Linked DNA regions of Zea mays: all the other regions are linked to region 1. Evidence: chromatin contacts called from public Hi-C data. All regions are on one chromosome and are shown on one strand. The core of a region is the stretch at or near the end of the contact, and the rest is flanking DNA. Distances in the headings are between cores, read along the strand shown. Region 1 holds the start of LOC542562 (glycine-rich RNA binding protein). Region 2 has its middle 15 kb from the start of LOC111591222. Region 3 holds the start of LOC100191874.

Region 1 (3,653 bases), core at 49-2,548:
TAAACCCACACTTGTTACCCCACGACGAGTATAATATGTTACCTGTATCAGCTACCTATGGTGCCACAAACCTATAGATATACCGTGAGCACATAATTACATATTATATATATATATATATATATAATGTAGGTAAGCGGGTACACAGATATAAACTTTTCGTATCCACAAGAAAAATTGTCAAATTAAGAATAAAAAATGCACTTATATTTGAGAATATAGACTCACAATGAAACCGACACCCTATAACTATATTTAGATACTATAATATTTACTCTAACCTATCTCAATATATATAAATTAGATTAAGGAGGTGTTTGAATACACTAGAGTTAATAGTTAGTGGCTAAAATTAGTTGAGACATCCAAACCCCGTAGCTAATAGTTCAGTTATTTTCTATTTTTAGTAAAATAGTTAATAGTTAGGTAGCTATTTATTAGCTAGCTAATTTCACTAATGATTTTTAGCCAACTAGCTATTAGTTTTAAGGGGTGGTTGAATGCACTAGAACTAATAGTTAATTGACTAAAAATTATTAGTGAAATTAGCTAGCTAACTATTAACTAATTTACCAAAAATAATTAATAATTGAACTATTAGATAGGGTGTTTGGATGTCTTAGCTAATTTTAGCTACTAACTATTAGCTCTAGTGCATTCAAACACCTTTAAATATTAGAATATCTAAATAAGGTCTATAGAGTTTTTATCTATATGCATGCGAGTAAATTATGTGAGTGTCTAAATGTACTATAAACCTAATAGTTAGTTGTCTAAAAATTATTAGTGAAATTAGATAGATAATAAATAATTATCTAAATATTAACTAATTTACTAAAAATAGCTAATAACTAAATTATTAGCTAGAGTGTTTCCTTGTCTCAACTAATTTTAGTAACGGACTCTTATATGCATTCAAACACAGTACCGTTGGCATCTCGAGTGGCATCACCATCGCCAAGATGATGCCGTTGCGAGGAATCGCTTTCCGTGCCGTCATCTCGTCCGTTCGTTGTGTTGCGTGGACCCACGTCGTCGCCCAAGCCGGCGCGGGCCTATATGCTGGCAGCCAAGGGCAGAATCGGCATTTCGCATCGCCAGATATTTTCGATGGCCTGGCTTGCGGGCTGCTGCAGCGGCCAAAGATCAGCCATGCTGGGCCCCACCCCCACGCTTCCCATCGGCCTCGTCGCAGTCGGGGCCACCTGCTCCGGGTCCCAACAAGCCGTCCACAGCTGGATCCCCAGCCTCTATTAAAGGCGCGGCGGGGGGAGGCATCGTCCTCTCCGTGCTTTCTCAGAGGTGGGTTGGCTTCTCCTCCCCCACCGGTTCGTGTTCAGGTTCTGGTTCGTGGGCGAGAGGGAAGAGATGGCGGCGTCGGACGTTGAGTACCGTTGCTTCGTTGGCGGCCTCGCCTGGGCCACCGACGACCACTCCCTCAACAACGCCTTCAGCACCTACGGCGAGGTCCTCGAGTCGAAGGTCCGTTCAGTTCCATTCGTCCGTTCGGCGCGCTCGCACCAGATCCGTCCACGTTTCATCCAGATCTGTCTGACCTGCCTTTTCTCCCCCCGCAGATCATCCTGGATCGGGAGACGCAGAGGTCCCGCGGCTTCGGCTTCGTCACCTTCTCCACGGAGGACGCGATGCGCAGCGCCATCGAGGGCATGAACGGCAAGGAGCTCGACGGCCGCAACATCACCGTTAACGAGGCCCAGTCCCGCGGCGGCCGTGGAGGCGGCGGTGGCGGATACGGTGGCGGGCGCCGTGATGGAGGCGGCTACGGCGGTGGCGGTGGAGGCTACGGCGGTGGTCGTGGAGGCTACGGCGGCGGTGGGGGATACGGTGGTGCAAACCGCGGCGGCGGCTACGGCAACAACGACGGGAACTGGAGGAACTGAGCGGTGGGGTCCGCTGAGGCCTAGTTATCTTGTTCGCTTCTGCTACCGTGTTCACCCTAGTCTAGAGGGGGTTTATCTTCGTCTGTGGTCGTCTCGTGTCCGTATGTTTCGTTTCGTGTTCGTTGTTGTTGTTGCCCATCTGTGTTTTTGACCGCAAGCTCGCTCCTCTGATGTTGTTAGTGATGTCTACAATCGTCCAATCCCGAGCCTGCATTGAGCTCCACCGATTATCTTATCTGGCTATACCTACAGTTGTGCATTTGATTCGGACGGGCCTAAACCTGAACACGCCAATGTTAAACATTGTACAAACTACAAGTGCTCCAATAAAGAACACTAAAAGATTCAGGAAACACCTTCAAAGTCAATGGTGGTCTAGGCAACCAAGGATACAAGTGTACATTCGGGCCGTCCGACCTAAGGTCGAAAAGGTCCGGCACGTTTAATTTCGGCCGGGCTGGCCCAGTATTAATTTCGGGCTGTGCGGCCTGAGAATAGTAAAAGCCCGAAATACAAAAATGGCCCGAAATACACATTTGGGCCTGAAATACAAAATTGAGACTAGAATATAGAATCGAGCCCAAAATACACAAAAGCCTAAAATTAGAAATATACAATCAAATATGATCAAACTAACAAAATAGAAGACAAACATTTTTTGACCAAAACAAACTTAATATTATTAGAGCTGTGCAATGGCTGCCTCATTAAAAAACCCTTTGGTCAGAAGGGGAAAAGAGTGCAACCACTAGATGCAGTTCATAAGTTCAAAGTTCATTGTCCAAGTACATAACAAAAGTAAAATTACATCACAAGAAACATCTAACTACGACCAACACGAGTTTCGCGTTCTTCATCCAAGTACGTATTCTTGTAGTGTTCTTCCATGTCGTTGTTTGCAATGTTGTGCTACTCCCGACTCTCTCCTAGCTGCCAATCCTTTAAGCAAGTCAGAATCTTCACCATTTCACTTGTTAGAGACCGCCTTCTCTCCTCAATCAACCTGCCAGCAAGACTAAAAACAGACTCGGAACTGATAGTTGAAACAGGAACAGTTAAAACATCCTTAGCCAAAAGAGACAGGATAGGATAATTAGATTTATGCTCATGCCACCAACTTAGAATATCAAATCCATCATCAAAGACAGTGATTGGGTCACTATCTAAGTACATTGCCAACTCAGAAACTTGGGAGCCAAATGATGAACTCGAAACAGATGCATCACTTACCTCAGGCGATGCATAAATTCCCCCCCAAGCTGTTTTCTTCCTGCTGGTACTTGTGGTGTGGGTTGGTCTCTGCAATTTTGCTGCACCAAACTTTATCTCATACTTGGCAAACATGTTAGTCAATTCAGATCTAATGACATTGAAGTAATCAGAGTAATCAGTAGTAACATATCTAGACAGAACTTGAAGAGCATTACTGAAACCTCTTATCTTGGCTCTAGGATCCAACACAAATGCAAAGGAATATAAAATAGGAATGCTTTTCCAATATTTGAGAAATTTAGATTTCATTGGAACTACAATGTCTCTTAACATAATGTCATTCTCAAAGTTATTCAAATGTTCAACAATCTCAATTATATGGTGTAGCATCATAGGAGATGTTGGATAGTATACACCAGATAGAGCAAAGTACAATCATAAAACAGTTCAAGAAAAGTAAGAATTTTCTCACCAACTTCCCAATGTGTCTCTGTGAGCAAAGGTTGGGTCATATGCTGCTGGTAGTGTGTTTGGATAAAA
Region 2 (3,724 bases), core at 3-2,502, 460 kb before region 1:
TCTGACCGCCATCGCAGCAAAGTCAACCCGAGAACCTCCCTACACGCCTACTCCCCTACTGCCCTTGCCCCTTTCGGGTAAGATAGTCCTCCACTAGCTTTCCTAATTAGTCAGCCAAGGGCGTCCCATTCCACCCTTGTGGTGGCACGTGTTTCTCAAGTTAAGCTCGATGTTCCAATCAACATAATAACCTTGTCATGAACAATAATTAAAACCACAGTATAATTGGAACATGATCATAATGTAATATTGATCCCAAAACCATATATAGCAATAGCAAAGACTACCCAAAAGTTCAAGGGTGAACAAGGTGTAAAGATGACCAAACTAGGGTGACCTATTGGGTCCCATCAAAATTAAGCCTATGCATGCCAAAATGATTATAGAGAACATTATTGGGTAAATAAAAGTAATCAAGTGAGCAACTTGCCTTAGACTTGAGATTCCCAGGTACCAAGATGATCTTCAGATTCTCGTGACATCACCGCTATTCGTAGCAATTCAAACAAACATGATATAGGCAAAATTAACATCACACCAAACATAAGAACAAACTGTATAATAATACTCTAATTGTTGCTACGAGATCGTGGGTTTGAGAACTACTAAAATCAGAGTTATGGTTAAAGAGGTATAATTTTCGGAAGACCCACGTGATTAAGTAATTAAAACTAAGTCTTGTGTTGATTTTATAAAGATAATCTGAAAAAATAATTAATTCAACTTTAATCTTAATTATAACTTGTCTAGTGATCATATTTTAACCAAATTATAATTATGGACATTTTAGCTTTGATTAGAAGAGTTAATCTAGTAGACATAGGTTAATAAATATCTAACTATAAAAGTAGGCGATATGGTATAATTAATGTTGTCACTGTGTAGTAAATATTTATACGAAGCTAACACAACTTGAGTGGAGTAATTCAGAGTAAAAGTGAGTAAGTTATGCAATAAACAAGTTTTTAGGTTTATTTTATATTAAAACCGATTACCAGATTTATTTTATATACCTAACCGAATTGTTGAGCTGCGGCTAGGATTTCTTGGAAAAGTTCAGGGTCTAATTCACAATAATTCGGGACCTAAGTAAAATACTTTACTACTACGCGTGGACTGTGGGCTGTTTTATTGTTTTGCTCGGGGCTCTTTAGCAAATTTGTGAGCCGAAGGGGTATGAACACACCCTGGCCATGGGATCCTCAACCTACGGTGTGGATTAGATCTATCCCTAACCGAACCGGTACTAAACTGAGGCCGCCAGATCTAGGATCCACGGTCCAAAATTCACGATGACCAGATCCGATCCCGGTCGCTTACCCGTGATCCAACGATTCTAATACAACCGGTGAAGGGGTGTTCTTCATTTTGATCTAGGTCACCAACACAAAGATCGATGGCTAGGATTAACCCGGGCGAAACGTTATTTTTGACCTAATCCAGTGCGTCTATTTGGAGATCTAACGACTAGTCTTCTTTCTCCTACCTCAGTCTTCTACCTCCGGCAGCGCCCGCGTGACGGCGAGTGAGCAGGATGCGGTGGCGTGACTGCAGGCGCTCCGACAACTGAGTACCAGTGCATGCTACCTTTCTATAGCAAGTTCTACGCAAAGCGGATAGCGAATCAAAACAAAGGTTCCCTATACTTACCGGAGATCACGTCGTGGAGACCACATCATGGCGAGAGGCAGTTTGGCGGTGGTCTGAGAACTCCGACGAATAGTTCATCGAGAATGAGGCGGTATTTCCCTCGGTGACACGAGCGACAGCTTCCTCACGCACAAGCGAACACCATCGATAAGGGTCCATGGCGGCTGCAGCCCACTGTTCCTCTCCCAAACTCTCGTAGCATGCTTGGCTACCCCGGCGTGTGCGCAGGCGTATATGCGGGATGACCCCGAGGCTAATGCGCAGGGCGTATACATAGCCGACCCCAAGCTAGATGCCCACAGTGTGGCGGTTACAACGGCCCACGCGAATTGCGCGCCGCTCGGTCCGTGCTGTTCCTATCTGGGAGATGCCCCTGTAACGTGGGTCCCACCTATCATCGGACCCATGCGACAGCGACCAAGGTGAGCGACGCGCCTAGCGGGCAGGCACTGGCGAAGGGCCCCACACAGCAGTGGCAAATCCGGGCATGCGCGTGGGTGAGAGACGGTTGACAAAACGGCCCCACATGTTAGCCAACCAGGAGCAGGCAACGCACGCGGGGTGAGGCCGGTCAGCGGGCCCCGCCAATCGGTGAAACGGGGTGGAGTGGCTGTGCCACCCGGGTCCACATGTCGGCGACAGGGGTCCACTGTTGGGCCGCGCAAAGGAGGGAAAATGGGCCAAAAAGGAGGTTTCCAGCCCAGCAGGGTTTTATTCTCCTTTTTTCTTTTCCTTTTTGAATTTCTATTCCAAATCTAATCACAAATTGCAAATTTGTTCCTAATTCAATTTGATTTGGGGTTTGAATTTCCAGGTTGAATGCACACAAACAAAAACCCCTAGCATGAAGGCAACCATTATATTTTACTTATCTATTTTATCTCTTTAAGCATATAGATAATCTATATATAGGTATATAGATATATTTATTATTATTATTTTTAATTAGAAATCCAATCTCAGTATTCAAACATATATATATATATATATATATATATATATATATATATATATATATATATATATATATATATATATATATATATATACACGAACAATTCAATATGTAGGACCGGTAAGGCGACCAGAGGGGGGTGTGAATGGGAGCCAATCGGATTTTTGTCTCCAAACACTAAAAATTAACACTTTACTTCAATTAAGATGAAGTAACTGCACAAACCATAAACACATCAGCGAAAGACTGATCTCATGATTACAAAATGTTTCTAATACTCACATGAGACCAGCAAAACAAACAGATCGCAAATCGGACACCAAAAAGTCCAAAACGGTCCAATACAGTATCGTCAACAAGCGTTGTTTTCAGCAGTACGAAAATATGTTCTTGATTTCAAAACTGAACTAAACGAACTCCGATTAATATGAAATTTTACACACACTTGAGCAAATACCTTTGCAAGATCTCCCTAAATTTTGAGCTTAATCCGACTTGGGGTTTTGTTGGGGTTTTCTAGAAACGAGTTCAACCTGAGTTTTTCTCAAATTGCGACCAAAATCTGCAACAAATAGGTGTATGCAGTGGTCCGAAGAGTGCAGCTCACCACCAAACAATCCCCAAACCAAATCCTCTCAAAGGAATCAAAATTTTTCACCAACAACACAAGATCGGGAAAAGGAGAAACCAAGACTATAAAACTTCAGAAATTTCAGCAAGGGTACAAACTGAGATTTGAAGCCAAAGAGCCCTGTGGGATGGACCGGCGACCCTTCCTCTGATTAAACTTAAAAATCAAGAACAAAGTCGAAGTACAAAATCACTGCGGAAACCTCGGCTCAACTGGTGTCTACCTAGAGAGAAAACTAGGAGCTCTAGAATGAGTGCTCAAAACAAATGGCAGCCAAGGGATGCTGAACCAACCAGCCCTCCCGTCTATTTATAGAGGGTTATTCTCACTTCCTAAACTACCCCTATTTACATAGAGCCTATCCACTCCACCGGGGACGAAATGGACCGACTCCTAGGTTTTCGATCCGACGACCACGTCCTTCACACGGAGTTGCTTCACCTTGATGCACCCTCCGCGATCATGCCGCGTGCCGTCACCGATTTCTT
Region 3 (3,964 bases), core at 1,238-3,737, 480 kb before region 1:
AGTGGTGTTTGTTCTTCTTGTTTGTTTGTGTGATATTCAGTGGTTGATCTAGTAGTTAAGAATCAAGATCTATCCCTATCCGTGGAAGAACCCCAACTTTTCTATAAGCAAGGCAAGTGGACTTCTCCCTCTGCATACTCTGTGTGATCCCAAACAATACATTTAATAAAGTTTATTCTTGGATATATATGCATAATTTGATGGGTTTCCTATTCAGATCCTCCTAACCTTTCCAACCTTATTCCTTGTTAACATGGGTTTTGATCTAATTAAGTAGCTATGCTATTACTACAACTTTAACTCTATGATGTTACTCCTACTGATGATATCAATGTTCCAAATGGTAAGTTACATTATTGTTGTTAATCCGATGATTAAGCAAGATCATATTGTGATAATTGGAACATGGAGTGACCACCCGGGAAAACAGTGCAACCACGAGTGATATCATGGCTTTGGCTTTGGTAATTAGCTTTATATGCTTAGTACCTAGCAACCTTACCTGAAATATGGGAAAGAGGGGGAGCGGCAATGGTGGCAGCTCACGTTAACATGGGGACGTATTCTTGGCTAAGGTACCTCACCCGGAGGGCCTCCACACCGTCTTTAGAAACCTTAGCAGGTTGCTTAGCATTAAGAGTATTCTATGAAAGCCTCATAGTGGATCCCTAGCCACTCACCTCGGAAGTGTTTACGGGTTTTGGCCGACCCAGGCTAGAGGGGATACACGGCTTGTGGGTAAAGTTGTACCAGCTCTGCAGAGTGTAAAACTGATAAATCAGCCGTGCTCACGGTTATGAGCATCCTGGACTCCTCACATGATAATTGAACTTGAAGATGGAAATAAATCGAGATCCGATGATCTGCCAATGGTTTGCTTAAGTGGTTTCACTTAAGTGTTTTTGACATACTCTTATACCTTTGTTTAATGGGAATACTTGGGATTCACACTTATTAGTAAGTCAAGTGTTGTTAATAAAATGTTGACCAACTAAAATGCTAACCGCATTTAACTTTAGCCTTACCTTGTTACCTTGCATTTTGATGTCCATGTTTCGCTGTACTTTGATGAATAAAGGTTAAGACATTATGTCTGTTCAAAGTGTAATATGTTAATATAATCGTTATTTACGCTTTTATGCATTGTTCTTTTGATATATTACACTTGTGGCATCAACATATGTGTGGAAATAGATCCTGGCACACATATGCTATGCACCCGGCTCTGCCCCTTAGAAACGGGTGTGACACTACCAGTGGCGGAGGTGGAGTCGGATGGCTTCGTATCTACAAAAAAACATATTACTTTCAATAAAAATTTCGGCAGCACCTCCCCTATATGGTGAGGTTTCTAAAACCTGAAGAGAAACGAACAACACGATGGGTGACATACACATTCACTTATCTAACTAGTGGTATGTAACTAAGTACACAAACTAACTAGCAACTTTGTACTAAAGTAAACAAAACTAAACTAAACATATTAAACAAAAATAAACTAACTATACTAAACTAATCAAAACTAAACTAACTAAGTCCACAAACAAGTACAAAAACTAACTAGCAAGTTTGTATGAAAGTAAACCAAACTAAAATATATACTAAACAAACTAAATAACTACACAAAACTAAACTAAATATACTAAACTTAATAACTAAAGTAAACTAAAATATATACTAAACTAACCTAGAGTAAAATTTGTAACTAAACTAACATTTATACTTAACTAAACCTAGAGTAAAGTTTGTACTAACCTAAACTAAACCTAGGCGTGCGACATTGACCTCAAGGAGACGAAGGTGCGACAACAAGGCAAGGCGACGTTGGCGAGGCGATGGCGTGCTTCCGGACCGATGACGTCGCACGTGACGGTCGCGTGGAGGCTCGTGGCAGCGCGGCGCTCGAGGGCGACGACGCGGGTGCTCGGGGCGGCGGCTCATCACGACGCTCGAGGCTGGCGTCGGAGCGGGGATCGGGGCGAGGCCTGCGGTGGTGAAGCACAAAGATTGGGCGGTAGCAGTGAGTGAGCGAAGGTGAGGGAGAGAATGGGAAGGAGGAGCTCAGTCCGAGCCTAAATCCTAGCCTCGCGCCAAGTTTTATGATGCCGAGCTAGGGGACCACGATGGTGTTGCGTTAGCATTATCCGCCAGCGCGACACGTACCTCGGTGCCACAGACTATGACGCTGAGACGTGATACCTCAACGCCACGGGCTGTGGCGACGAGCAAAAGGTCCAAAAACAATATTAATTCGTCCAGAAATCTAAACGCGATTTTTTAAAAAAAACTAAAATACAAAATATCCGGACATGGACACAACCTACTCGACCGAACAGCGGGCATATGGGCCAAAGCCCACCTGGCAGAGATCATGAGGGGGAAGGCCCGTCTAGCCCAGCCCAGCCAAGCCCATCCCATCCCCACGAGGACAAAGCAGAGCAAGGTCCTCCGGGCCCCCATAGCGTCCCGCAACCCTCCGGGCCCGGCGACACAAGGCAAGGAAAAAAAAGGATGGCTCTCCGGCGCAACGCCGGATCCCTCGCGCTCCGCGCCGCCGCCTACCTCCGCCGCCACCGTCCCCATCCTCCTCCCCCACTGGCCCTCGCCGCCCCCGCTCCCACTCCCATACGCTCCCCGCTGGCCCCGCCTTTCCGGCACTTCGCTGCTCCGCCTGGTACTCAGGTAGGCACCCCTCTTCGCTGCTGCCTCCGTTCACCCCGCCTTCCCTGCCGCGCTGCCTCGTGACCGTGGGCTTTGTGGTGACCCGTTCCGTCCCGTTTCGGTTTTGAAGACCAATAGGAAGCGAGGCAAGGAGGAGGACGATGCCAGCGCGGGCCCGCGCATGAACAACGCCATCGCCGCTCCCTTCGTCAGGCTCGTCATGGATGAAGGCCACAACATTCTCCCCCGGCATGAAGCCTTGCAGCTTGCGATCAGGATGGACATGGACTTGGTTGAGGTACACTGTCTTCCATTCCATATGCTTATCTTGGATTCATTTTTCTTTTCCCTAACCATAGGTTACATATCGTTATGACACTGTTTGAGTAATTTGATCCCTGCAGTTGCAGCCAATTGATGTTGCTTATAGTAGTACCAAATATTAGATACTGTGACATTACAGACATCGTGTTACTTATACGTACCCACTTCACATAATAAGCATGTAGTGCTGATGTATATCACACAAGAAATAAAAAGTTTGCTTGTAAAAGTAGAACACATTACACACATGCCTTTTGGTGTGATAGTCTTGTAAAATTATGTAAATGTGGATGACAAACTAGGCTCGTCACAGGTCCATATTATACAGTAGCGACCCGACAACAACCATGTGCCAGATTACAGAAAACAATTAGCAGCTTAAAGTACAAGTCAAGGAACTAACAAGAATATCTCTATTTTCTATACACAACTTTAGAAGAGTACTAACTTGCTGATAGCTGTGGTGATGCATACCATAAAGAAGATATATATACCATACAGGAGATATGCACATACTTATCTAACAAGCCTTCATGTAGGTTTTCTTTTCTTGTGAGCCTCTCCACATTTGCGGGGGAAGGCTCGCCTCAATTTATCCCTTCTCCAGACCATAATTTTCAGATCGCCTGATCGCATGATCGATCCCACTGGGCGATTAGGCGTCGATCAAGGCGATTAGTCGCCCCTGATCGACCCTAATCGCCCCCCTGGCCGTCCTGTGTATTCCAGGATAGTCATATATATAACACTATATATAGTATATACTATAGAGACTTGCAGTAGTATAAATAGTCCAATATTCAATACTTGAATAGTCCAAAACAGCAGTACATCCAGCTTACTAGATCAGTACAGCAGCAACAAGTTTATTCAATACTTGAATAGTTCATAATAGCACAGCATCAACAAGTTTATATGAAACCGCAAGTCTACAACTTACTAGATCAGTAGACCATGACCAAGAAGGCTTCAGATGAGG

What was found. Hi-C and Micro-C count contacts between places; a contact is called where the count stands out from the background.
Region 2: a Hi-C map of bundle sheath shows a contact between it and region 1, with 4 times the contacts expected there. The contact joins the enhancer-like site here to the promoter of LOC542562 in region 1. A contact is called at or near these places in 2 of 25 Hi-C or Micro-C datasets (bundle sheath and tassel).
Region 3: a contact with region 1 is called in a Hi-C map of leaf, with 8 times the contacts expected there. The contact joins the promoter of LOC100191874 here to the promoter of LOC542562 in region 1. A contact is called at or near these places in 2 of 25 Hi-C or Micro-C datasets (bundle sheath and leaf).

The regions. Positions count from the first base shown.
Region 1 is chr3:109,182,269-109,185,921 of Zm-B73-REFERENCE-NAM-5.0, reverse strand. LOC542562 (glycine-rich RNA binding protein) reads left to right here and starts at 1,298. Exons shown (of 2, transcript NM_001112102.1): 1 at 1,298-1,482; 2 at 1,578-2,160. The coding sequence starts at 1,369. The coding sequence ends at 1,901.
Region 2 is chr3:109,646,464-109,650,187 of Zm-B73-REFERENCE-NAM-5.0, reverse strand. No RefSeq gene overlaps it. Among protein-coding and RNA genes, the nearest start is that of LOC111591222, 15 kb to the left of the region's middle. Within about 2 kb of position 1,252, at least 17 of the 20 cell types and tissues checked have an H3K27ac peak or open chromatin away from gene starts, as enhancers often do. A contact at or near this core is called in bundle sheath and tassel, where this site is marked.
Region 3 is chr3:109,667,151-109,671,114 of Zm-B73-REFERENCE-NAM-5.0, reverse strand. It overlaps LOC100191874, which reads left to right and starts at 2,487. Exons shown (of 7, transcript NM_001137298.1): 1 at 2,487-2,682; 2 at 2,792-2,959. The coding sequence starts at 2,512.